Linked DNA regions of Mus musculus: region 1 is linked to region 2. The links are chromatin contacts, called in public promoter capture Hi-C maps. All regions are on one chromosome and are shown on one strand. The core of a region is the stretch at or near the end of the contact, and the rest is flanking DNA. Distances in the headings are between cores, read along the strand shown. Region 1 holds the start of Birc6 (baculoviral IAP repeat-containing 6). Region 2 holds the start of Ndc80 (NDC80 kinetochore complex component).

Evidence for each region. Capture Hi-C pulls out chosen DNA fragments and counts their contacts.
Region 1: a promoter capture Hi-C map of liver shows a contact between it and region 2, with 9 times the contacts expected there. The contact joins the promoter of Birc6 here to the promoter of Ndc80 in region 2. A contact is called at or near these places in 3 of 39 promoter capture datasets (cranial neural crest, liver and pre-B cells), 1 of 484 Hi-C or Micro-C datasets (CD4 T cells), 1 of 115 datasets of contacts at active chromatin or transcription factors (Th17 cells) and 1 of 9 other capture datasets (liver).

What each region holds. Positions count from the first base shown.
Region 1 is chr17:74,526,626-74,529,749 of GRCm38.p6, forward strand. Birc6 (baculoviral IAP repeat-containing 6) reads left to right here and starts at 1,670. Exons shown (of 73, transcript NM_007566.3): 1 at 1,670-2,176. The coding sequence starts at 1,843. Gm31645 (a long non-coding RNA gene) reads right to left here and starts at 1,575. Exons shown (of 3, transcript XR_385765.4): 1 at 1,008-1,575.
Region 2 is chr17:71,525,031-71,528,529 of GRCm38.p6, forward strand. Ndc80 (NDC80 kinetochore complex component) reads right to left here and starts at 1,827. Exons shown (of 17, transcript NM_023294.2): 1 at 1,681-1,827; 2 at 603-712. The coding sequence starts at 703. It also overlaps a transcript of Spdya not described here.

The sequences.
Region 1 (3,124 bases), core at 420-2,919, 3.0 Mb after region 2:
GCGCACTTGGGAGGCAGAGGCAGGCGGATTTCTGAGTTTGAAGCCAGCCTGGTCTACAAAGTAAGTTCCAGGATAGCCAGGGCTACACAGAGAAACCCTGTTTCGAAAGACCAAAAAAAGGATACTCATTTCTTGAGTAGTGGTATAGGGCAGTCCTAGCCTGAACAACTTCGGTCCTTTAAATAAAGACGTATTTTGAGAGGGAAGCTTGTGTAAGCAGCATGGGGTTCCAAACCAACTGCTGAATTCAACCTCTAGCTTCTGGTAGCAACAGCCTCCAAGTGCTGGGATGAAAGGCGTGGGCCACCATCACCAGGCACCAAACAATTTTTTATTGCCTCAAGTTTTTTTTTTTTGGAAAGGATCTTGTTAAATAGCGCAGGCTTGCCCAGAATTCTTAGCATTACTGTTTCAGACTGGGATTCTAGGTATGCGAGACCACACCCAGGCACCGCTACACTGTAACTACAAGTGACTGACTGACAAGTAACTGTTTCAACATAAAGTTTAAGAAAGATGTTCTTTCAAATCTAACGAAGGAGGATACTCCACTGTTACAGCAAATCTCTCCAACCCAATTATGCTCTGGCAATGAAAACACGACACAATTAGTATGAATACATGCTGTGCGCCTAGATTGGGCAGATCTACAACCACTACACTACCATCTTCCACATCTATGAGACCACTTAGAACTTGCGTTTTCTCCAGGCCATGTTCTTCTGTTCTGCTTTTCTTCTTCCTCCTCCTCTGCCTTCTCTGTCTCAAACCTCCTTCCTTTCTTTCCACTCCACTTTCCCTTTCTCTGCCCAATCATCAGCTTTCCTTTATTTTACAAATTAAGGTGGGAAGGTTTACAAGAAATCACCTAAGTGCTGACTCATTCCTTGTTCACAACTCCTCACAGGAGAACAGAATTGACATCAAATATAATTAGCCCCAGGGCAATCCACAACACCCCACCAAAAATCATGTAAATCCTTTGCAATGAGCTACACTAGGCTGACCTGTAATGTGTCCAGCACCTCATTAATGAGCATGTCTGTTTATTAAAAGATTTGGAACTATCGCTTCTCAGTCTTCTAAGATCAAGTGTAAAAAAAATCTGAAACTAGGGCAGGCGTCGTAAAAAAAAAATCAGGTTCAGTTCCAATGAAGAGGCTTGTCAGAGTGTGCAATGATAGAGGCCTACTTCCGGATCTCGCCTCCACCCCGCAACGCCCTCCTCCTCTGCCCCGTGCTGGGAACCGCTGGGAATCAGCCGCCCTGGCCACGAAGGGGCCTCTGGGCGTACCAGACAAGTCGCGCGGGCTCGGGTTTGCCTAGCGGAAATGCACAGGGCCCAGCACCACCCTCCCTGCCACGCGCAGGGCGGAACTCCCGCCGATACCACTCCCGGGGCTCGAAGGAAGAAACTGGGACGTTGAGGACGCAGGGCTGGCTGGAGCAGCAGCGCGTGGCACGCGCCTAGTCCTACCACGCATGCTCCGCGCTTGAAAAAAAAAAGTTTCAGCCCCGCCCCCTTCTTCTTCTGAGGCCCGCCTACCGGGCCCTGGGAGCTCTTCTGCGCATGCTTACTAGGCCAGGTCCCGCCCCTGCCCCGCCTTTTCTGTGCCTTCGGAAGTTCCTTATTAGCTTCCCTCTGCTCTGGCTAGATCGGCACTCCCGCGCATGCTCCACCCCCTGGGCTCCGGCCCCTCCTTTGGTGCGGCCCTCTCTCCCCTCCCCCGCCAGCCTGCGAGCTCGCTTGGCCTGGCCGGCCTGGCGGGCGACGTTCCCTGTGCGTGCAGGCGCTTGACTTCACTTCCGGCTAACGCGCTCCGCTTTGCCCCCTGGCCCCGGATGGTGACTGGCTGTGGTGCTGCACCTCCCGGGACTGTCACTGAGCGGCTTCCCAGTGTGATTGTGCTGAGCGCAGGCCGGAAGATGGCGGCTGCGGCTGCGGAGGCCTCGGGCCCGAGCTGCTCCTCCGCGGCGGCGGCGGCAGGGGCGGGGGCGGCCGGGGTCTCCGAGTGGCTGGTGCTGCGGGATGGCTGCATGCGCTGCGACGCCGACGGGCTGCACAGCCTCTCCTACCACCCGGCGCTTAACGCCATCCTGGCCGTCACCAGCCGCGGGACCATCAAAGTCATCGACGGCACGTCCGGGGCCACCCTTCAGGCCTCGGCGCTCAGCGGTGAGCGCGGCACGCCGGGCGGGGGCTGGGCTGGGCCGGCCGCGGGCGGAGACGGGTTGTGGGGATGCTGGTGGAGGAAGCCTCCCAGCCTCCGGGATCGGGATCGGCCTCGGAGGGACAGCGTGGAGCGGGAGGGTCGGAGAGGCCCGGAAGCTACGGCCGAGGACCTTCGGACTCGGAAAGCAGCAGCTTTTGGGGACGGGAACTCGGTTTGGCGGGGTGCGCTGCGAGTTGCTTTTCGGGCCTTTTGCATCTGAACCGGCCTGGTCCTGTGGGAGAGATGTGGAGGCCTTGGAGGTCGGTGCTGGTGAGGACCGGGCCCTCGCTGGCCTCTTGGACGAGATTTTGGGCTAGCTCCGGGCTGGACCAGAGGGAAGGGCTGGCAGTCTTGGCGGTGGCGGGAGAGATGGGTGGCCGGAGGCAAGGGGCGGGAAGCGTCCAAGCCGGCTGTCTTGCCCTCTTTTCCCGGCGAGTAGCGGCCCGCCGGTTGTCGTCTGGTCCTGTAGGTGCGGGGACCTCCGAGGGTTGCGCTTTCGCACAGGGGGCGGGCTGGAGTGGGCACTGGGATGGGGAGGTCAGTAGGAGAGGGAAGGCCAGCTGCCTGAACTGTGCTTGCTGGACTATGGGACTCGCAGAGTGCAAAAAAAAAAAAAAAAAAAAAAAAGAAAAAAAAAAGGTTAGTATCGGTCCTCTAGCTCTGAGTGCTCCCTCCTTCCAGTGTCAAGAAGCCTAGGCCCCTTGTAATTAGGTGGAACTTCAAGCCCTTTCAACTTGTTTTAGCATAGAGAGCTAGAGATTGGTAGTTGTAAGTATGTCTGGGTCTCCTCCACCTTGGAAGGAGAGCACTTGGGTGGTGGAGACGTTGGTTCACATATTGGACTTTCAGGATGTACCAGGTCAAAGCTCGTTCAGTGGACATACTGGAGTGTTTTGGGATAGCCCTAGCTA
Region 2 (3,499 bases), core at 577-3,076:
GGCTGTGAGCCACCATGTGGTTGCTGGGATTTGAACTCAGGACCTTTGGAAGAGCAGTCAGTGTTCTTAACCGCTGAGCCATCTCTCCAGCCCTGAGCCATCTTCTTCTTAGAGCCTTTTGAATACTGGAATTGTAGGGGTGTGTGTGTGACCACACCGAGCTATGTAGCACGTTCCCTTGGACACCTGCCCCCAAACTTGAGGAAATTATGTTATAGCTTATCACCAAAACAAATAAATCTGCTTCCATTTTATTACTACCTTTAGTATTTGGAAACATCTTAATAAATAATGAGTAATACCATGGTGCCTACTTAAACGGCTAATAACAAAGGAATAAGAGGAAAGCAAGCATTGACAATTATTTTATAGCACGCCCAGTAAAGAATCTGACTATGGGAATTGGAGAGACAACGAGCTAAAACCTAGCATCGTGTCCACTTTTATATTTCATTGCCCCCCTCCCCCTAATCCAGTACTACTGGGAGGAGACAGGAGTCACCAAGACATCACTTACACTTTTGTACTAACCATTTCTGGCACTTTTTTTTTTTCTCTAGACAGTAAAGTAAGCAGCTGAGAAGCACAGGGGAGGCACTTACGTTTGAGGGGTATAAAGGCCTGGCTTATTGAGGTCCAGGGTCCTTAACTCCTGCATAGAGAGGCGGCCAGCACCACAGGTGGAAACTGAACTGCGCTTCATTCTCGAAACCTAATTCAGGATTTCAGCGTTAGGAAAATGTTCCAGACTCAAGCAATTCAACGAGCAACAATTATTATCTTTATCCTCTAGTAGGAAAGCAACTAAGTTTGTTTCTGTACAACAATCGTTTCCTTGTATGCTATATTTATTTGTCCATGTAAACCGAAGTTCTTACAAAGAACACCTACGCAACTTCAAGTAGAAAAAAACGAGGCAGAAAAAAGAGGGGAAGATGGAGCTGAAAGTTTTGGGAGAAAAGGAGAGGGGACGACTGAGGAGAAGGAAAGTAGAGCAGAAGCACCTGGCCTGGAGAAGTTCTAAGGGGTCTCTTATATGGGGAAGATGGTAGTGTAGTGATAGATCTGCCCAATGTAGGCGCACAGCATGTATTCATATTAATTAAGTTGTGTTTTCATTGCCTGGGCTTATTTGGGTTGGAGATTTACTGCAACACCTTTCAACAAAGATAAACAATCCGGTTTACAACACAGGCTGCTCCCGCTTTTAAAACAAGTATCAAAATAATGTCTACGTTGGAGTCTGTCTTCATCTCTGCAGCATCAGACACTATGCACTCGGCCCTAGCTTCCACAGAGGGTTAGACAGATCGCATTTTTATTGTTGTTGTTTTGTCTTGAGCTAGGGGTGGAGAGTCAGACCCTTTAGCAAGCTGGGCTGAGCGCTGAGCACTGAGCCACACCCCTCCTTGTTTTGGTGGCTTGCGTTCAACCTAGTTTTACTCTCATGATTTCACTGGTTTCCAGTCATGTCCATACCAGGCTTTTAAGTTGCAGCATCAGCACGGGTACACAACACACCAATCAGCTTTCCCCCTGTCAGTCCCCACCTGTTAGCATCGCCTTCTCCCGCTACAAACGTTGCAGAGCCGGGCAGATCCCACCCCAGCTCCCTCGCAACAGTCAGCTCCAGCGCCGCGGACCATTTTAACACAGAGCTGATCCCATCTCAGCAGTTACCTTTCGCTCAGCTTCTCAACGAGACCCGGCGCCCAGCTTTCCGTAAACCGCACGACTGCACACGAAAACAGCCGCCCAAACCAGAGCGTCCGCTTCCGTCAACCCAAGGCGGTTTGAATTTTAAAGTTTCCGCCCGCGCTGACGTCAGGACTGCGACGGCGAGTACGCATGCGCGCTCGCTCAGCGCCCGCCCTCGTCGCCGGAAGTGTCCGCATCGGGGGCCAAGCGAGCTCTGGGCTCTTCCCAGGTCGTCGTTAGCGTCGGTGACCCGAAGGGAGTCCCGCCCTGTCCGGGAAGCTGGCATCTAGGACGAGTAGGGCTGTCCGGGCGGAGCGGCCCGAGCCCTCCTGGAATCAAGTTCCGTACAGCAATATGGCTGCGTCCTGGAAGTAGAAAGCGCGGGTTTGTCTCCGATAGGATGGAGGCCAGGACCCAAGCCTATGAGGCGGCGTGAGGTTCCTGACGTTAGGAGAGGCTGTCGAGTGTGGCGGTGGACGAGCCTGAGGGATATTTAACATCAGGCTTCCTCAAGTGCTCTGGATTCCCGCCGCCCAGCCTCGGAACAACAAGCAGGCGTTACTAGTTCCCGGATGGTGGTGGCCTGTCCCTGGGCTAAAGTGTAGATTCCTGGCTCTCGGCATTATTGTGCCGTTAGCTAGTTTTGAGCTAAGCAGTCCTTTTTTGAGTTTGAGGTTCCCTAGCGGTCACAGTGACTCCTCACTTTACGTCTCTACTGGGAAACCAAAATCTCAGGTATCACGAAGATCTCCATCACCAAATAGTAGTCAGCAGATATATTAGCAGGCATTATATTTCAGACTCTGTAAGCGGCAGTTCATTTACTTCTTGAAACTAATGGCATTAGAACATAAAAATGATCGTTTTAGTCGGGCGTTGTGGTACACACCTTTAATTTCCACGCTCTGGAAGCGGGGGTGGGGTGGGGGTAGGTTGTGGGGGAATCTCTGACCATCCTGGTTTACCTAGTGAGATCCGGGACAGCTAGAGCAACATAGACACTATATCAAAACAAAACAACCAACAAACCCAAGCAAAACCACCCCAAACAAAACCCACACGTACAAACAACTCCAAAAACTAAAGAGATAATTTTGAGGCTCAGTGAATTCAATGACTTTAGTTTGTATGTGGGGCAGGGTCCACACCCGAGAGAGTCTTGAATTTGAGGCCAGTTTGATGGACCTGGCATACACCAGGGCAACCTAGTGACTCTCTGTCTTTAAGAAACAAACACTATTCTGCAGTCAGTTGCATAAGAAATTTGACTATAAATGCTATTAGACGAGCCTTTAATTTATTTTTTATTCGGTTTTCTCTTAAGGTTTCCACTACATTATAATAAAGCTATATCCAGAAATGCAAAACATATCTTAAGTGAAGATAAAAATGTTCTGTAAAACCTAGTTACTGGAGTGTGGCTCAAACAGATTATAAATCTTGAAGTTTTGACCTAGCAAACTAGTTAAGTTGTGAACTTCTGATTACTATTCATGCTGCACTTGGTTTGGCTAGAGCACTCTTTTAATCTTACTGCCCTACAACTGATAAGGATTAGGTAGGGCAGGGATCTGAGAAATGGAGTGACTTCCTGTGGCAATTGTAGTTTGAAAGCACAACAGCTGTCTTTCCTTTCATTCCTGTGGCCCTCTCTAAATAGATTTATATCATTTAAAAAAGGGTAAATTCTTGTAGGTAATTACTATCCTTTGACTTGACAAGACACTCACCTTTTAAGGATTTAGTGACTTGAATACTTGGACCATGTGGACTCGTGCCTTGACTCAAGGACCAAAAAAGG